Regions from separate parts of the Sus scrofa genome. Here regions 2, 3 and 4 are each linked to region 1. The links are chromatin contacts, called in public Hi-C and promoter capture Hi-C maps. All regions are on one chromosome and are shown on one strand. The core of a region is the stretch at or near the end of the contact, and the rest is flanking DNA. Distances in the headings are between cores, read along the strand shown.

Evidence for each region. Promoter capture Hi-C pulls out the DNA fragments that hold promoters and counts their contacts. A called contact is a pair of places that touch in the nucleus more often than the background predicts.
Region 2: a contact with region 1 is called in a Hi-C map of retroperitoneal adipose tissue, with 1.8 times the contacts expected there. The contact joins the promoter of ACADS here to the promoter of POP5 in region 1. A contact is called at or near these places in 1 of 5 promoter capture datasets (liver), 10 of 47 Hi-C or Micro-C datasets (embryonic fibroblasts, epiblast stem cells, heart right ventricle and 6 more) and 1 of 2 datasets of contacts at active chromatin or transcription factors (alveolar macrophages).
Region 3: a promoter capture Hi-C map of fetal skeletal muscle shows a contact between it and region 1, with 4 times the contacts expected there. The contact joins the promoter of UNC119B here to the promoter of POP5 in region 1. A contact is called at or near these places in 3 of 5 promoter capture datasets (fetal skeletal muscle and liver), 22 of 47 Hi-C or Micro-C datasets (alveolar macrophages, blood, brain and 13 more) and 2 of 2 datasets of contacts at active chromatin or transcription factors (alveolar macrophages and skeletal muscle).
Region 4: a Hi-C map of liver shows a contact between it and region 1, with 2.2 times the contacts expected there. The contact joins the promoter of MLEC here to the promoter of POP5 in region 1. A contact is called at or near these places in 1 of 5 promoter capture datasets (liver), 4 of 47 Hi-C or Micro-C datasets (embryonic fibroblasts, epiblast stem cells, heart right ventricle and 1 more) and 2 of 2 datasets of contacts at active chromatin or transcription factors (alveolar macrophages and skeletal muscle).

What each region holds. Positions count from the first base shown.
Region 1 is chr14:40,523,901-40,528,693 of Sscrofa11.1, forward strand. It overlaps POP5 (ribonuclease P/MRP protein subunit POP5), which reads right to left and starts at 2,034. Exons shown (of 5, transcript XM_001925378.5): 1 at 1,903-2,034; 2 at 1,687-1,829; 3 at 136-285. The coding sequence starts at 1,922. It overlaps LOC110256625 (a long non-coding RNA gene), which reads left to right and starts at 4,606. Exons shown (of 3, transcript XR_002338385.1): 1 at 4,606-4,724.
Region 2 is chr14:40,641,014-40,645,806 of Sscrofa11.1, forward strand. It overlaps ACADS (acyl-CoA dehydrogenase, C-2 to C-3 short chain), which reads left to right and starts at 1,902. Exons shown (of 10, transcript NM_213898.1): 1 at 1,902-1,951; 2 at 3,276-3,439. The coding sequence starts at 1,906.
Region 3 is chr14:40,621,523-40,626,315 of Sscrofa11.1, forward strand. UNC119B (protein unc-119 homolog B) reads left to right here and starts at 2,674. Exons shown (of 5, transcript XM_003132916.6): 1 at 2,674-2,958. The coding sequence starts at 2,715.
Region 4 is chr14:40,599,068-40,603,860 of Sscrofa11.1, forward strand. It overlaps MLEC (malectin), which reads left to right and starts at 2,915. Exons shown (of 5, transcript XM_001928694.6): 1 at 2,915-3,326. The coding sequence starts at 3,101.

The DNA of each region.
Region 1 (4,793 bases), core at 784-3,283:
CCTCAGAGTCTTGCAGAGCTAGGAAAAATTATCTTGCTCTTGGCAAGGTAGCAGGAGGACCCACCCACTATTGAAGACTGAACTCTGAACCTGTTTCCTATTGAAAATCAGCAGCCATAACACATGCACCCCTACCTCCCACGTGTAAGGTGTTAAAAAAACACGGATAACGGTGTCCTTTGTTCTCCAAGTATGTGATGAAGGGAAGAGCTGACCACACGAGCCGATAGAATTCCTTCCGGCATCGAAGTAGCACTATTCCGGTATAGGCATTGAGGTATCGCACTGCAGCAGGAAAAAAATCATTTTGGGAAAATGGATTCTCAGGAGCACGTTTAAAATCTTAGGGTAGAAGTTCCTGTCATGGCGTAGCGGAAACAAATCTGACTAGGAACCATGAGGTTGCTGGTTCGATCCCTGGCCTTGCTCAGTGGGTTAAGGAACTGGCGTTGCCATGAGCTATGGTGTAGACTGTGGCTGTGGTGTAAGCTGGCAGCTGTAGCTTCGATTCGACCCCTAGCCTGGGAACCTCCACATGCTGTGGGTGCAGCCCTAAAAAAAGCAAAAAAAAAAAAAAATCTTCAGGTAACTGAGAGCCTATGTACCAGAAAACATTCAAGGCGGTGGCACTTGGGATGCCATCAATGAGTAAAAACTGATTTCTGAAGGAAAATAATGGGAGATAAATAACATCTAGGGCCTTTACATACCACTCAGAATTGGTGAATGAATTTAGAATTTAATTTTTTGCTTTTTAGGGCCACACCCATGGCATATGGAAGTTCCAAGGCTAGAGGTTGAATCAGCTAAAGCTGCAGGCCTATGTCACAGCTACAGCAACTCGGGATCGAAGCTGCCTCTGCCACCTACACAGCTCAGGGCAACCTTGAGTCCTTAACCCACTGAGAGAGGCCAGAGGTCTAATATGCATCCTCCTGTATCCTAGTCAGGTTCCTTAACTGCTGAGCCACAAAGGGAACTCCTAAAATGCACTTTTAATTCACAAACTAGTTAACCCAAGGAGGGGGGTGGCAGAAATCCATACTCTTCAGAAGGATGTTTTCCCTTAGCTGAAAAACAAGTTCTGCAACTGGGCTATGTAGGTTCTTCCAGCAACCGAGTCTCACCTTGGTAGAAGGGTTGCCTCTAGGTACATTACCTTCTCCAGATTTCAATTTCAAGCATATGGTAAAAAACGGAATGAATTTACATAGTGTGGTTGTGGAGGAGGGTCCTCTCTTGCATTTACACATACACACAACTGTGTATTCTGTACTTCACAGGCCCCTATGCAGGGCTTTTCAGGGGTAATTCTGACAATGCTTTTTTCATATGATGTCAAAGTAACCCGTCAAATAACTTACTCGGAACTATACAAGTCTTTCCTCATTTAGTTTTCATCATCCTATTAAACTCAATCAAAAACCACACGTCAAATAGTATAGGGGTTTCTGCCGACTGGTATTTTCTGCCCACTGCCTACTGGTATTAGCTCTCCGCTTAAGTTTGGACTCAAGCAGACCTCAGGCTCGGGTTCTGAAACTCCTAAAAAGGACGACACCCTACATAAAATGGTGCACAGGGCTTGGCAGCTTCCAAGGTCGCCCGTGCCCCTTCTTTCTCCCTCCAATGGCCACTGCTCCCTCCAGATCCCGCCATCCTCCTGGTTCCCCAACACCCTCGCACCCGCGAAGCCGATGGAGGAGGCGGCCGCGCCGAAAGTTCCGTGCACGCGCGCGATCGTGTCCCGTACTAGGCCGCCCAGCACTCGGTCCTCCAGATTCAGACGGCAGCGGGGGTCCTCAGACACCACTTCGCAAAGCAGGTACCTGGGGCAGGCGAGAGGGCGGTGAGTGCTGGGCCGGGGCCAGGACCGCAGGGACAGGAATAAGGGTTGCTTACCTGTGCTTGAAGCGCACCATGTTCGTATCCGCCTCGGGCGTCCAGACACTCAAACCGGATGTCTGCCTTCTCGTCGGCGGCCAATGGGAAGTTGGCCTGGCAGCCACTCAGAGAGGGAGGCGGAACTAGAATGTAGGCGGAGCCCCGTGTCAGTCTCCTTTGAGCTCCGCCTCCCTCTGCCGAGCGCAGGCGTCCTGCTCATTTCTTCGCTTAGACTTTCAACTGAACCCGTTGTGATGAGTGGTTGTGCTCCACGCCAGAGTTTGCTGTTTAGGATGCAGCTGAGGCATTTGGAACCTCCAGGACGTTCCATTACCTTGCAACATAGTACCCAAGCTGGACGGTGGAACATTTGAGCACAAGACCTTGCACCCCCCAGGCCAGGGATTGATAGGGGAAATCGGACTCTTATTCTCAGTTTGGAGCTCGGTTTAATTTCTCCATACAGCCAAATATGTTATTACTGTTTAGGCCTTTCAATAACCTTATGGAGTTGGGTGTATTGGCTTGTTTTTTTTTGTTTGTTTTTTTGTTTTTTTGCAAAAACAATCCGTGGTCGTTATATTTTCTGGTTATTTTGGTTTGTTTTTTGTTTTTGTTTTTAAACAGAAAAGCACAAAGAAGCAAATAAAAATAAGTTATAATCCCAGCACCTAGAGAGAATAATTTATCATGTAGTGGATTTTCTTCCAACATTTTACCCCTGTTCCAGTGGTTTTCCAGGTGAAGTCCAGGAACCACTGGATTTTCCCAGATTCTTTTAGGGAGTCCCCCGAGGTCAAATTACTTTTGTAGTAACACTAAGGTGTTACTTGCTGTTTTCACTTTCTGAGTGGACAGTAAAGTTTTCCAGAGGCCAGTGACATGTGCTGACATTGCTCTGATGGCTAAGAGAATTGTGCATGGTGTTTTAAACATTTCTGTTTTAATAAACATAGTGAGTATCAATATATTTCACATAACAAAAGCTCTTTGGGATCCTCAATAATTTAGTAAGAATGGAAAGGGGCCCTGAGACAAAAAAGGTACGAGATGTACCTTCCACTGTATGATAATTTATATTTTCCATTTTCTTTTTAAGAATAGGATCATACTGTTTACTACTCTTCTTTCCCCTCACATTGAATATCTTTTTAAAAACTGAGGCATAACATACATAAAATGCATATTAAGTGCATAACTCAATGAATTTTTATATATGTATAAACTTTTGCAACCACTGCCCAGATTAAGAGATAGAACATTTCCAACACTCAGGAAGGTTCCTGTGCTCTCTTCCGAGCCAAAAACCTTCCCAGAAGTAGCCTATATTCTGACTTCTGTCATGACAGATTAGCTTTTTCTCTTCTGGAACTTTATATAAATGTAAATCTCCAGCAGCATATTTGTGTGTGTGTGCGTGCATGTCTGGCTCCTTTCTTTCAACATAATGTCTGTAAGATTCATTCTTGTCATTTGACTATATTTTCATGCCAGCTGTTCTACAAAGTTATTTTTCAGTTGCCCCAGACTGCATTGTTTGGATGTACCACTGCTGATCTAGTCAATATTTCCATGATGGATATTTAAATTAATTCCAGATTTTCTTGTTATAGCCAGTACTTAGTTGTCCAGCCTTGTAACTAGCTCTTTATACACATCCCTGGCTATTTGTGTCATTGTCATCGACTTAGCTGGCCCTGTGAACCAGAAGAGAGAGTCGGATTTCACAATAGATTGTCTGAGAGATCTGAAGTGAGTTCTCAATTTTTCCACCTCTCACTCTTCACCACCGTAAAAGAGTGATGCTGAGGAAGGAGAACAGCAGCCCTGCTGAGGGACCAGGCTTTTTTCCCCCCACCCAACAGCGAGCGACCTCTTTATCAAAAACCAGTCCTGCCAGCGTCCTCCATTGACCAGCAGGGGGAGTCAGAGGCTCATAGTGTATGGAGAAAGTCTCAGCCACCGCTCTACCCATTCCCCCCGCCCCACCGTCTAGTCCCTTAAAATAACTCCCCTAACACTTTCCAGTCTTCAATTCAGTCCCAACACTGCGTTCATTTTATAGATGCAGTTGGGGCTCTGACCAAAGTCACACATCCTGTAAAGGCGCGGAATCAGAATTCGAACCTCAGGCCATCCGACTCCGTGGTCCTGGCTCTTGTCTGCACCGCTGCTGTCCTGTGCACGATTTTGCTGTCCACTTCGTATAAATTGAAGGCTATTGATATAGGCTACAATCTCTCCGTTGTTTACTAGCCATATGCTGTCGGGGCGGTCAATTCACGCCTCCAGATCTCAGTCTCCTCACCTGGGTAATAGAATAATAATGGTTCCTCCCTCCCAGTGCATAGGCGATAATGCGGGCAACTGTCTGGAGCAGTGAGCGTCCAATAAACGCGGTTTTGGGTGACTGATTTACTGCTCCCCGCGGGAAGCACACTGGGGCGGTGTCGGGCCTTCCCTCCTCTGACCGGACCCTGCCGCCTGCTTGCGGGCCCCACGAAGGTGCAGAACCCCTGGGGCCCGGAGGCCGGGATGGGCTGCGTCGGCGGCGCAGCCCGCTCCCCACGGTAATTAGCTGTGTCTGCTCCCGCTCCGCCAGCCGCTAATTACACGTCTCCTAATGAGGCCGGCGGCTGTTTGCAATCACCCGGGTTCCCGCCGCGCGGCGCGGGAGGCCGCGGGGGAATCCGCCCGCGGGGGCGTGGACAGCGGCTGCCTCAGGCTGCGAGATCCGCTTGGCTGTGGCGAGTGTGCGCCCGGCCGCGCCCGCCACCGAATGCCACTGCTGCGCCCGCTCACCGTCTTTTGCTTCCAGCCGTCATCATCCCACATTACAGGTAAGGAAGTGGACCGAAGCTGGGAGAGGCTAACTCAACACAGGCGCAAAACTCACGCTGGAATTGCCC
Region 2 (4,793 bases), core at 652-3,151, 120 kb after region 1:
AGGTTCAATTCCCGAGCAGAAAACTAAGATCTCGCTCCAAGCCATCACTCATGCCGTTTCTCCAAGATCACTTCCTCTTTTCTTTCACTCAGGGCTGGTGCCTGGGTAGGGCAATAAAAAGTGAAGAAGCCTCAGACAATTTTCCTGTGATAGTCATTCGTTGGCTTTAAAGAACTATATAGATTATGGGCTTTCCTTTGAATGCATTTCTTTTAAATACAAGGTAACATTTGAAAGACTGTCTCATTTTTGATTGATCTACAGGAAGCAGAGCAAAGTACTGAAGGAAGACAGAACTTTTGACATGTGGGTCAGTGCTGGGGACAGACACCTGGCTGAGTTGTGGGGGAAGAAAAGGCAGCTGGAGGGATGTATGGATGCCTGGGTGCACATGGGTCATGCCCGGGAGCCTTGGAAGTCTGACTTATACCTGTGACAATGGAAACCTTTGCTGGACAAGTGAAATTGCCAGTTTCTTGGGCAGGGTGAAGATGTCCATGGTGGATGCTAAGGACCAAAGGCAGGGCACAAGAGCACAGTGACCCCTGTTCCCGAGGGGCCTCTGCCCCACAGGTAGGAGTGAGACCATACCAGGACAGGGAAGCAGCAGTGCCACCCTACCTTCATGCCCTTTGAGGGAAAGAAATCTTCCTCCCAGCAACCCAACTCCCTTGCAACCTCTTGGCACAAGAATAGGCGGGGATTTGATAAGATTTCGGGTGCTACCTACCAGGAATAAATACAATAATGGGATGGAGAGTGTGTGGGAGGAAACACTGGCATCCCGAAGTCAGGGGAGGTCTCAGTGAGTGATGAAGGGAAGGAGCGCTCTAGCTGAGGGAAGGATGACTGCAAAAGGCCAGAGGCAGGAACCTGACAGAGGTGCTGGAGCTGCCCCATGAGTAGGCTCAATAGTACCTGCAGCTGTCCTGCTAAAACTGGGAGGCTACTACATACTGCAGGTAACCACCATTCTTAACCCACTAACAAACTTTATAGCCTACCTTTTTTTTTTTTTTTTTATTGTCTTTTTGCCATTTCTTGGGCCACTCCTGCGGCATATGGAGGTCCCAGGCTAGGGGTCTAATCGGAGCTGTAGCCGCCAGCCTATGCCAGAGCCACAGCAACACAGGATCTGAGCTGCGTCTGCAACCTATACCACAGCTCATGGCAATCCCAGATCCTTAACCCACTGAGCAAGACCAGGGATCGAACCTGCAACCTCATGGTTCCTAGTCGGATTCGTTAATCACTGTGCCACGATGGGAACTCCAGCCTACCATTTTTAATACTCTCCCTTTGAGGCATAATCATAACCAGCTCAACCTGCTTACACCAAACCGACTTGAAATCCCTAGTCGCTTTCTCATCAGTTAAGTCATATAGCACTTGTAATTGCAGCAATCCTAATCCAAACCCCATGAAGCTTTATAGGAGCAACAGCTCTAATAACTGGCCACGGCTTAACATCCTCTATGATATTCTGCCTCGCAAACACTAACTATGAACGCCTACATAGCCGAACCATAATGCTAGCCTGGGGCTTTACAGACATTTTTACTGCGTGAGGTTGGAGCAAGGATAGCAAGTGCGTGGTGGGCGCGGAGTCGGGGAAGTAGAGGGCATAGGCCCCAGAGGGCATCTCACTCAGCTAAACTGGATTTTAGGAGAGATCAGCCCACCCTCGAAGAGTTTAAAAATCCTGAGTGCACTCCGAAAGCGGGACAGTTAAATTTTAGCTCCTGGGAGGGAGGCGGGACTCGGGAGGACCCGCCCCCGATGCCTGAGGGGCGTGGCCTTTGGCTCGCGCCGGCCCCGCCCCCCGCGACCCGGAACCTTGCTCACTGTTGAGAGGTCTCCGGGTAGCAGTGCAGTATTGTCACCTGACTCCGGTCTCAGTCCTTCATGGCTGCCGCGCTGCTCGCCCGAGCCTGCGGCCCTGTCCGCGGAGGTGAGTGCAATCCGCCTCCACACAGTGGGGAGGGACCGCGACCCTGTCCGCCGTCGGGCTTGCGTCCCGGCGATCTGTTCTCCCCTGCGGCCTGCGGGTGATTCTCCTCTGGTTGCGCGCGGCCTTTGCCCCAGTTAGGCTGCTCCTCGCGCCTGCGTAACCTCACCCCTTCTCTGACCGCTATCCCAATTCCCACCGCTGCATCCACATCCCCTTTCCCTCGTTGACCCTCCGCGGAGCTTGAAGGTGCGCCCTTCTTTAGAAGCCAGGCCTGGAATTGAACCCAGACTCTGAATATGTGACCTTTGGCAGACGCTCAGCCCCTGTCAGCCTCAGCTGCCCCATGTCTAAAATGGCCAGTGTATTACTGTTATTCTCATAGGGCTGTTATAAGGATTAAATCCCAGAGTAGGTAAAACACTAGTACAGTGCTGGCATATTACAGGTGCTCAGTAAGTATTAGCGCTCGTTGATGATTTCATGCAGTACCTTTCCCATATTTTCATTTCTCTCCAGCAGTGGCAGCAGTGACACTTGTGGCCAGGGCTTCCTTAGCCTGGTCAAGACCCACTTACCCCAAATACAAACAATAAAGGGAACCCTCATTGAGAGCTGTCTCTGCCAGAGCCTGTGCTGAGTGCTATAGTTAGTGACTCTTTGCCCTCCCAGCCCAGGAGCTGAATGCTGTTTTCTTCTGCATTTTAGAAAAACCCAGGCTCAGTGAGGTTAAGATCCTTGCCTCAGGTCACAGAGCTGTGCTCTTATTATTGGTGTTGTATTGACAACTGAGTCGGATGGTTGTACAAAGTGTTTAGTAAGCAGAGTAAACATTCAGTTCATTTCTCAACAGCAGTGCTATTGATATTTGGAGCCCATAATTCTTTGTTGTAGTATCTGTCCTGTACAGTGTTAAGCAGTGTTTCTGGCCTCTAGACACTCCATACCAATAGCATTCTACTCTGCTATTGGGGGAGAATATCGTCTGTGTTGGAGAACCACCCAGTTAGTGGATCCTTATTATTATTTGTGTTTTTAGAGCCACACTTGTGGCACATGGAAGTTCCCAGGCTAGGAGTCAAATTGGAGCTGCAGCTGCTGGCCACAGCCACAGCCACAGCAACGGGGGATCTGAGCCTTCTCTGCGACCTACACCTCAGCTCATGGCAACACCGGAACCTTAACCCACTGAGTGAGGCCAGGGATCGAACCCGGATTCTCATGGACACTAGTCAGAGGATCCACAGTGGGAACTCTTGTTATTATTATTATTACACAAGACCTCTTGGGTCCCCCTTCCACTGACTCCTGTTCTTCTCACTGGCAGCTCTCTGGCCTCGGGACTGTCGTCGCTTGCATACCATCTTCCAGTCTGTGGAACTGCCTGAGACATACCAGATGCTGCGTCAGACATGCCGGGATTTTGCCGAGAAGGAGCTGGTTCCCATTGCAGCCCAGGTGGACAAGGAACATCGCTTCCCGGAGGCTCAGGTGAGAGTTCCAACCTCAGCAGCCTATGATGGGATCTGCCTTCGGTCCTAGGATGACTGATGACAGTGACAGAGGCACTGAGACTCCTCCAGTCGAGGAACCCTAAGCAGGAGTGGGGTCCAGGGACCCAGCAATTGCTTGGGAAGTTTCTCTTGACCCACTCGAGGCCTATAGCCAGCATGTGACTTCTGGAATAATAATAATGGTAGGTGTTGCTATGCTTACTGTATACCGGGCATTGTGCTGATGATAATAGTTAAGGCTGATAAAATGCCGACCCCATGTTGGGCATTGTTCTGAGTGCCAAGATGGGTTAGCTCATCTCTTTCTCACATTCTCACGTGGTGAAGATGTCTATATACCCTATGGTCCAGTTGATGCAACTCAGATTGAGGAGTTTCAAGATCATGGAGCTAATGAACTGCAGAGCTAAGGCTCAAGTCCAGGTCTGTCTGCTGCCAGCTGCTGAGATCCCAGTCAGTCCCTCCTTTCCATGCCATTGTATCACTCTGCTTGTAATTACACCTTTGAGATGTTCCTATCCATCCCCTGGCTTGGTGAGATGTCTAACTCGTGGTATAGATACTCGATAGATATTTGTTGAGTCTGTAACTTGTGAAAGAGCAAATCTACCAGGCCTCTTCTCCGCACTTGTTTTCCAGTCTGAGGAATTCAAGAGTTGTGATCACAGGCTCTGGGGCCACTTTTCCAGCTTAGCGAGTATTATGTGTTCATAGCCTATCAGGCATTGTGCCAGGACTGTGGGGACACCTAAGGGGCTCAGAGTGAGGTAGGCAAGTGGCATTCTTGGCACTAGAATTAGTTGGGCATCTTGTAGGTGTTAAGTGTTGAACACATGTCATCTCATTTAGTCCCAAGGACCTCCTCACCTGCAATTTTTTTTTTTTTTCTTCTGTTTTGGGGCCACATCCTTGGCATATGGAAGTTCCCAGGCTAGGGCTTGAATTGGACTACAGCTGCCAGCCTACACCACAGCCACAGCAAGGAGGGATCTGAGCTGCATCTGTGACCTACACCACAGCTCACCAGATCCTCAACCCACCGAGCAGGGCCAGGGATTGAACCTGCATCCTCATAGATACTAGTTGGATTCATTTTTGCTGTGCTGCAACAGCAACTCCCCTCACCTGCAAATTTAATCTCCATTTGGCTTCCTGGAATGCTTGCAAGGATTATGGGAGATCATGTCTGTCACGTTCATGTTGCCTAGTACTTGAAAAATAGTAGCTATTAATACTGTTAATGTTTTTATTATAGTTGAGAGGTAATAAGAGAGGTGAAGTGATTTTCCAAGGCTGACTGGTCTCTGGAGCTAGAAATTATACCCCAGTAT
Region 3 (4,793 bases), core at 1,424-3,923, 98 kb after region 1:
TTTTTAAAAAGGTATATACACACAGAAAGACGTATTTCTTTCTTTTTTTGTGTGTTTTCTATTTTCCTAAAGGCATAGTCTTTCCTTTTAACCACAGTTCATAGGTAGTGACCAGATAGAGTACAGGCCCCAACTCCCTTATATGGCAGTATTTATTTACATTTTCTTGAACAGAAAAAAGTGATCAAGTTTGAGTTTGCTTTTAAATTTTAAGAAATAAGAAAGCGGGAGTTTCTGTCATGGTGCAGCAGAAAGGAATCCAACTAGGAACCATGAGGTTGTGGGTTTGATCCCTGGCCTTGTTCAGTGGGTTAAGGATCTGGCATTGCTGTGAGCTGTAGTGTAGGTCGCAGACATGGCTCAGATCTGGTGTTGCTGTGGCTGTGGTGTAGGCCGGTGGCTACAGCTCCTATTCAATCCCTAACCTGGGAACCTCTATATGCTGCAGGTACGGCCCTAAAAAACAAACAAACAAACAAACAAACAAAAAAAGAAAGAAAGAAAGAAAGAAATAATACAGCTACTTTAACTTAGAGTCTGCCTTTCAGATACAGGTCCCAAGTTATTTATTTATTTAAAAGTATACAAGCAGCCCATGATCATTTGCCTATTGTGATTAAGTTTTAGAAGTAGCTCTAAATAGTGTCAGGCGTTCCTTTTGTGGCTCAGCACGTTAAGAACCTGACACAATATCCATGAGGATGTGAGTTTGATCCCTGGCCTTGCTCAGCAGGTTAAGAATCTGGCATTGTGGTTAGATGTGCTATAGGTTGCAGAAGTGCCTTGGATCTGCCATTGCTATGGCTGTGACCTGGGCTGGCAGCTGCAGTTCTGATCCGACCCCTAACCCTGGAATTTCCACATGCCACAGGTGTGGCCCTGAAAAGGTAAATAAATAAGAAATAGTGTCAAAAGTTAATATATCCCTTTAGTAGTTTCCAATACTCTTCTCCTCAAAGAGAACCTATCTTAACACTTCAGTGTATATCCAAACTCCTTCCTTTGCAGTTATGAATACAAATATTCACATACTGTAAAATTTTGAACAAATGGGATTATGTGCCTTGTTCCCCCCCACTTAATCTATCTTTGAGATCTCTCCATACTAATACATAGAGATCAAGCTCATTCCTTGTAACAGCTGCATAACATAAATGAATGCAACTGTAATTTATTGTAAGTTTTCAACATTACGAATGGCCATAATGGTCCTATAGCAAACATGTGGTCCTATAGCAAACATCTTTGTGCATACATGTAGGCTATGTGGAATTCCAGGTAAAGGGATCAAAACGTTTCTTATCATCCCTAAAAAGAGAAAAGGTGGGGTTCAGGTAACTCTAGTCCTGGTGGTCTGAGAACAAAGGTTCAGTGAGCAAGAGATTGTAGGAAATGGCTTCATGCTAACCCCTCACCCCTACCTTGGACATTAACAATCAAGTAGAATATTAAGGGTTCTGGAAATTCTTCAGTAACCACTCATTGCTGAATAGTTTAAAAAGAATTGTCTGCAAAGGGTAGGACTTTAATTCTTTGTACACATCTTCAAATTTCCCTGAACTGTTTGAGAAATCCCACCCGGGTGGTAATCTCTCAAAGTCAGGTCAGCAATTAGATAGGAACTTGCTCACATACTGTACCACCAGGCTAGGCGACTGAGATGGAGTCAGGATTGGATTTTGTCCAGGAACAAGGCGAGGCCTGTCAGCCCCTCCCAAACCCCTCATATCGGGTGAGAGGGACCCAGCAAGGCCTGCACAAATCAAGCCTTTGAGGCTGACCCAGGGAAGAGGGTGGGGTTTCACTTTGGCCTGAGACTGGCTGAGGGTGACCTAGCAGACACACTTTGCATCAGAGAGGCCCAGGCCTCCCACACAGAAGAGTATGGATCCAGAATCTCTAGAGAAGGAGCCACTTGGGGTGTAAGAGGGCAGTGTCCTCCCTCCTCCCACTCACCTCCTCCAGTTGTTGAAATCATGGTTAATTTTCAAGGCTCAGGTGCAGATGTCAGCCCTGAAGCTTTCCTTCATGCCCCAGACCCCTCCTGTGTACTTTGGCAGCACCTCTGCTGCAGCAATTAGCAGTCTGGTTTGGCCTCTGGTTCATTCATACTTACTGGGCTGGTCAAGAGGAAGGGGCATCTGATGAATTATGTACTTTGCAGCCTTTCCCAACAAAGTGGGAGCTCCATAGTGAAGCGATGTACAGGTCTTCCTTCACACATTCATTTAATCATTATTGAGCACTTACCATGTGTCAGGCATTAGCTAGACTACCCAAATACAGTGATGAACAAGGCGGACCCAAGCCTTGCCCTCTCTCCTATTCTTATATTCCCTGCAGCCCAGACCAGTGTCTAGCCCAAAGCTTGGCACAGCAGCGTTTAGGAATGGCAATCTCGTTGGAAAGCTGCCTTTGCATAGCAAGCACTGTCAACTTACCTTCTAGGCTACAGATGAACAAACACTTTCTCAAGATGCCATGTTTACATCTTATATGACGGAAAGTCATTTGACTGTACGAAATACTTTTTTAAACATTCGAGGAGATCTGGAGTACTAAGGTACCAGCCACCTGGCTTGACCAACGCGGGCGAGAAGGCGGTGGTGACACCGCCCGCAGACCCCGCCCCGGCCCCGCCCCCGGCCCCGCCCCGCCCCCGCTCTCCATAGTTACGGCGCTGCGGAGGCGGCGGCCATCTTGGCGGCGGAGCGATGAGTGGGTCATACTCGAAGGCTGCGGCCGTGGGGTCCGCGGCTGGGCCCGGGGGGCTAGTGGCTGGCAAGGAAGAGAAAAAGAAGGCGGGCGGCGGCGTCCTGAATCGGCTCAAGGCGCGGCGGCAGGCACCCCACCACGCGGCCGACGACGGCATCGGGGCTGTGGTCACGGAGCAGGAGCTGCTGGCTCTGGACACCATCCGGCCCGACCACGTCCTGCGCCTCAGCCGGGTCACCGAGAGTGAGTGCAGGGCTGGCCGCGCCCTCCCCTCGTGTCAGGCCCCGGGCCCCTTGTAGGCTTCGGCGGAGCCGGCCGCTGGCCGCTCGCCCAGCCGCCGGGGGTCCACCCAAGCGCCCCCGACCGGCCAGGCCGCGCTGCCCACTGCTCCGCCCGGCTGGGTCTTCGCTGCCCACCCTCAACTAGACCTGATTGGGAGGGGTTTTCCTTGAGCTTGTTCTCCCCCGAGTCCCGCCATGCCAGGCTTCCCCGTGGCCGGCCCCTCAGCTGGATCTGTTTGGGTAGGGAGCCCCCTTAGCTTCCTGACCCTGGTAGGTGCGCCCCTGTCCCCCAGCTATCAGTGAAGTTCCTGTTCAGCTAGTCCGCCTCAACCTGACTGCTGCCAGCTTCTGCAGCCCTCTGCCAGTCCAGACCCCTACCTGCTTTCTCTACCTTTCTCTCCACTCCGGGCCCCTGACAGCCCCTCCCTCCTTTCCAGCCTGCCTTTGGCCCCCTACCTCTTTGCGTCCCAAGCGTTGCCCCTTTGTGTGCAGATGGGTTCTTCCTTCCTCAAATATATTGCTGTGGCATTTCATGCAAATTTAAAACTGCCGCATAAAATAAAGTTTCAGTTTACTTACAAAATCCAAAATGTGAATCCTGCTTTTGACACTTATTCTAGTAAATTAAGATGTCAGGATGTCGGAAATGTGTTTCTTGAATAAAATGCAACCATCCTACACCTTTTCATTGGTAGAAGGGAAGAAATATATAACCCACCTTCTGTCCTGGCTCTCCTCTCTTTTTCTGTTCTCTTCCAGGTCAAGCCCTGACTTGGATGCCTTTTCTCTTGCTACTCTTTCTCCCTAAAAGAGTTTGCAGTCGGTTGGTTAGACCCTGTTTGCCCAGCCCATCCACCCTCTCCTCCAGACTTATAGCCCTGAAGCACTAGTGCTTCCTTGATGGATTATGGCTGCCGTCCTGTCATTTGCTGAGTTGCTTTAGTCCACAGGCCAGGGGCGCTCAGGTGTACCTCAGGGAGCCAGAGGCCACGCCAGTGATTTGAGGATGGCAGTTTGGGGAGCTGGGCCTTGGTCCAGCCTGGATGAAAGGGAATTCCCATCTCCTAAACTAGTTTTAATTGATTTTAGATATGTTCGTTACCTCCATTTTCCATCACTACATGGGTTGGGACTGTCCTTTGCATCCCTGAATATATCTTTAGAAGGTCTTGCTGTTCTGTTTCATTGACACATTGTGAAGAAGCTGCTTCTGTTCTGACCCAGTTTTCATTTGGGGCTCTGAAGTCTCTGAAATGCTCATCACCTCACCTTTCTTACCTCATGCTTTCCCCTGATATCAAAGGTGAACTAGGCCACTATTCACCCACCCCCGCCCCCCACCTCTCCTTGGCATATGGAGTTCCCAGGCCACACAGTTGTGACCTATGCTGCAGCTGCAGCTACGCTGGATCCTTAACCCGTTGTACCAGGCCAGGGATCGAACTTTAGTACCAGCACTCCAGAGACACCTTCAGTCCTGTTGCAATAGGCCACCTTAATGTCTGACCCTAAGCAGCATTCTGGCAGGGGTGGGGGGCACTCAGGTCCTAAAAAGGAACTTGAGATTGGTCTTATTGCTCAAACCCACCTCAGAAGCTTATTGGAGAAAGTCACAAGTCAGCTTGGTGACCTCTGGATTTTGTTACTTTTTTTTTTTTCTTTTGCTATTTTAGGGCCTCACCCATGGCATATGGAGGTTCCCAGGCTAGGGGTCAAATTAGAGCTGTAGCTGCTGGCCTACGTCACAGCCACAGCAACTCCAAGCCGTATCTGCAACCTTCACCACAGCTCACAGCA
Region 4 (4,793 bases), core at 1,665-4,164, 76 kb after region 1:
CCCATATTCTTTAGCATTATCCCCCAATTTTCCTACTCCCCCAGCCCAGACAACCACTAATCTACTTGTTGTTTCTATCAATTTGCCTATTCTGGACATTTTATATAAATGCAATAATAGACTTTGCGGCCTTTTTTTTCTGGCTTCTTTCACTCAGTATGATGCTTTCAAGATTTATCCACGTTGTTAGCCTGTTCATTACTTTTTCTGGCTGAATAACATATTGTATAGACATACCACATTTTAAAAATCCATTCATGGGGAGGGAGTTCCCGTCATGGCACAGCGGAAACGAATTTGACTAGGAACCATGAGGTTGTGGGTTCAATCCCTGGCCTCCCTCAGTGGGTTAAGGATCTGGTGTTGTTGTGAGCTATGGGGTAGGTCACAGATGTGGCTCAGATCTGGTGTTGCTATTGCTGTGGCTATGGCATAGGCCAGAGGCTACAGCTCCGATTTGATCCCTAGCCTGGGAACCTCCATATGATGCAGGTGCAGCCCTAAAAAGCAAAATCGATCAATCAATCAATCAATCAATAATCCATTCATGGAGTTGCAACTGTAGTGAAATGGGACCAGTGTCATTTCTGCAGTGCCAGGATGCAGGTTCAATACCCCGCCTGGCACAATGGGTTAAAGGATCTGGTGTTGCTTTCAGCTGTGGTGTAGGTTGCAAGTGTGGCTCAGATCTGATCCATGGCCTGGAAACTCTATATGCTGCAGGGCAGCCAAAAAAGAAAAAAAAAATCCATTCATTGGTTGAGGGACATCTGGCTTGCTTCCACTTTTTGGCCACTATGAATAATGCTGCTATGAACGTTCATGTACAAGTGTTTGTGTGAACATAGGCTTTCACAACTAGTATCTATGAGGATGCTGGTTCCATCCCTGGCCCTGCTTAGTGGGTTAAGGATCCAGCATTGCAGTGAGCTGTGGTGTAGGTCGAAGATGTGGCTTGGATCACTCATTGCTGGGGCTGTAGAGTAGGCTGGCAGCTGCAGCTCCGATTCAATTCCTAGTCTGGGAACTTCCATATGCTGCAGGTGTAGCCCTGAAAAAAAAAGAAAGAAAGAAAAAGAAACTCCTGGGTAGGGCCCCAAAGAGGTCTGGAAAGGGAAACATGTCTGTGGGAGGAAGCAAGTCTGGATTCTTGCAAAGGAGGGGGGAGAGTGGGGACAGGATACTCCAAAATTTATCTCTGTGGGATCTGCTCCTGAGGGCTGAGCAAGGAATTCAGGGCCATTTATTTATTTATCTCTTCAGGTGCATTTAAATCCCCCACTTATACTCCATTTTGTTACCCCACTTTTCTGATTTAGAGCACTAATCTCTGTTCTAACGAAACTTGAATCAGGACTGTGATTCTCTCTCTCTCTTTTTTTTAAGGGCCACACCCACAGCAAATGGAGGTTCCCAGGCTAGGGGTCAAATCAGAGCTACAGCTGCCGGCCTACACCACAGCCACAGTTACACGAGATCCTTAACCCAGTGAGTGAAGGCAGGGATTGAACCTGTGTCTGTCCTCATGTATACTAGTCAGATTTATTTCCTCTGAGCCAGGATGGAACTCTTTTTTTCTTTTTAGGGCAGTACCTGTGGCACATGGAAGTTCGCTGCCATATGTGCCCCAAAGCATGCTTGATCCTTAACCCAAGGAGCAAGACCAGGGATCCAACTGCATCCTCGTGGATACTACTGTTAGGTTCTTAACCCGCTGAGCCACACCGGAAACTCCCGGGGCTGTGATTCTCATTTTGGACCCTGGGTGTGATTTCGTTCGTCGTTGCACAAAACAAATTGCCTGGCAGGTAGTAGGCAGGGTTGTCAGATAAAAAGCAAAAAAACTCTGTTAAGTTTGAATTTAGGCAAACAATAAATTATTTTTAGCTTAAGTATGTTCCACTTATTTGAAATTCAAATTTAACTGGGCTTCCTGTGTTTTATCTGCTAAATCTAGCAGAAGGGTCTCGATAAATATTTGTGGAACAAACGGGATTTTGCTTTGGCTCCGCCCTAAACTTGCGATGTGATCCCTTGGGCAATACTCGGCTCCTGAGACACAGTTCATCCGAGAGGTGGGAGTTCTGGCAGCGACCACGGCAAAGGGATCGCGAAGGGAGGAGAGCGCTGGATAAACTGCCAGAGCAGGGTGGGACCAGTGATCAAGCCTTTGCTGAACCTCCAGCTAGAGAAGCGCCCTCCGGTCCCTTTGCCTGGGCCGGGAAAGCCCCAGCCCCGCCCCTTCACAGCTGTCGCCATGGAAACCCGGGTAGCCTGGAGCCCCGCCCCCAAAAGCCACGCGTTTCCGCTGCGTTGGAGGCTTCTGATTGGACGGCTATCTGGACGCTACCACCAGCCCCGAATCCTCTTAGGGGTGGGGGCGGGATCTCGTCCTCGTGGGACCCTTTCCCTGAAAAACCTGTGCTTGTGGCCTTTCTGGGGGAGGACGGGTTTTATGCCTCACTCAGCGAAAAAGACTAAGTCTCAGGTCGGAAGATGTCCACTGCTCTTCCTAGAGCTTATGTTTATGCCCAGAGAAAGAGGGGGCGGGAAAGTCAGTAACGCCCCCTCAGGAACCTATTCAGTCCCCCAAATCTGGAGCACCGGAAGTGCTGGCGACGTGTCAGTGCGCCCTACCCTAAACCTTCCCCCCAGTCCACCTTTCTTATTCAGCTGCGGAATTCCGGGGCCGCCTGGGCGCTGCACCCTACCACTTCCGCACTGAACCGCCGCTTCAACCGAACTCCCAACCTCTGCGCGCGCTCCCTCTCGTGCCTGATGGTTGGGCTGGCGCCTGGGAGTAGCCACGCCCCTTCTCGCGTGTGGCAGCCAATGGGAGGATGCCTCCCGGCGGGGTGGTGGATAATTAATGAGGGCTGGGCGCTGATTGGATGCAGGGTCGTGGCCGGGGGCTGGGCGCTGGGGTAGGTTGTTCCCAAGGTGGGAGGCGGCACCGTGGCTGAGAAAGAGGCCTGAGAGCGACATGTCCCCAGCAGCTGAGGCACAGCGGCCCGTGGCGCTGTTTTTCTGAGTCCGGGGCGGCCTGGCGGCCGGCTGAGAACTAGGCTCGGCGGAGGCTGCCCCCGCTGTGGTGGCCGCCATGCTGGGCGCCCGGGCGGTTGAGGGAGCCGCTGTGGCGTTCCTGCGACTGCTGCTCCTCCTGCTGCTGCCGGCGCTCCGGGAGCCGGGGTTCGGCGTGGTTGGCTTGGCGGGGGCCGGGCTGCCCGAGAGCGTGATTTGGGCCGTTAACGCGGGCGGGGAGGCGCATGTGGACGTGCACGGGATCCACTTCCGCAAGGACCCTCTGGAAGGCCGGGTGGGCCGAGGTGAGAGCCCCTCGGTAGAGTCTCTGGATCCTGGGCCTGCGTTGCCGGGCGCAGCACGCCGAGGGCTGCGGGCCCCAAGCCCAAGCCACGTCTCTGGAGTGAAGTTTCTCTCTACTGTTTCCTCGGTGACCCGATAAGAGCCCAGAGCTTGGTGCTGATTTGAAGCTACCAAGAGCCTTAGAGTCAGAGTTGGCGAGAAGTTATATTTGGACCTCGCACTCTGCATTTTCGTAACCTCTCACCTCCACGGGAGCTGGGAAAGTAAAGACGAGGGCGGCCTATTGCCACCTCGAGGCCTCACAGGTTTTTCGGTTATCGGTGTCTCTCTCCTGGTGGTTTTGCTCTCCTTTCAAGTCAGTTTCTGGTAGATTCCTGCCGACCCAGAAATCGGCCACTTTTCTTATCTCTTGTGCAGGAGCTGGGCTTGATTCTTAGCCAGAAAAAAAAGGAATTTTGAAGAGGATAGGCCAGGAAAGTTTTGATTGTAGCCTCCTCCCCCACCCCCCTTTGGAGCGAGGAGGGTGTGTGTGCTTAAAAGTAGAAGCTGCAGGCCCTCCCTAGAGGGTGGTTATATTGAAACCTTACTGCGCAGGAGGCTGGTGGTGTTTCAACTGGGTCAGTCAGTGTAAGATCCGAATATTCTATCCGCCAGTGCAGAGAACCTACCCTCAGTGGTCTTGAGAGGTGTGATTCCATCTTATGGGGAAAATGATTTGATTTAATTGATAGAACAGCAGTCATTTTTACAGAGCCGAACAGTTCTCAAAGTCAGTGTAAGAACTGCCAGGAGAGCGGGTGAAAAATGAAAATTTTAGACCTGTAGATTAAACCCAGGTTTCTGCACCAGGGCCTTATGATGTAGGTCATGCCAGACGACTCTGGGAATATCTGCTCTGGACTCTCTGTCTTCTGTCAGTAGGATTGGAAAACAGGTTTAAGAAGGAAGTTCTTGCTTCATGTGTTGGAAGGAGATTTATGCTGTATGCTGGGTTCAGAAGCTGCCAAATCGGCAATACGCCATCTCCAGAAAACTAGGAGACAGACTTTCTCTCTCTCTTTTTTTTTCCCCCCACGATGCCCAGATTTGGATCTTGCCTTTCCTAAAGGGTTTAACTTAAATTCTTCCAAGTTAATTGCAATGTCCTGGAGTTTATTATATTAGAGGGTTTATTGCTTCCATACATGTGAGGGTGTTGAGACCCAGGGCTGTTTTCCAAAACTCTCTGTGTGTGTCTTCAGTTTAGCTCTGGAATTTATTTAGCCCTGGCATGGAGGTCTCAGTAGCCTGGGTTCAGCTGAGTCAGGGCCCTGGTCTTTGGCTGTAACAGCAGTCAAAGCCAGACTTAAGAACAGAAGATCATTGCTATCTCCATCCTGGGCCCTTCCTCTTTCTTCATGGGTATGAACAGGGAGGAAGGAGCCCTGGAGGAAATTAGAGACCGTTTGTGGACTTTGCCTCTTCAGATA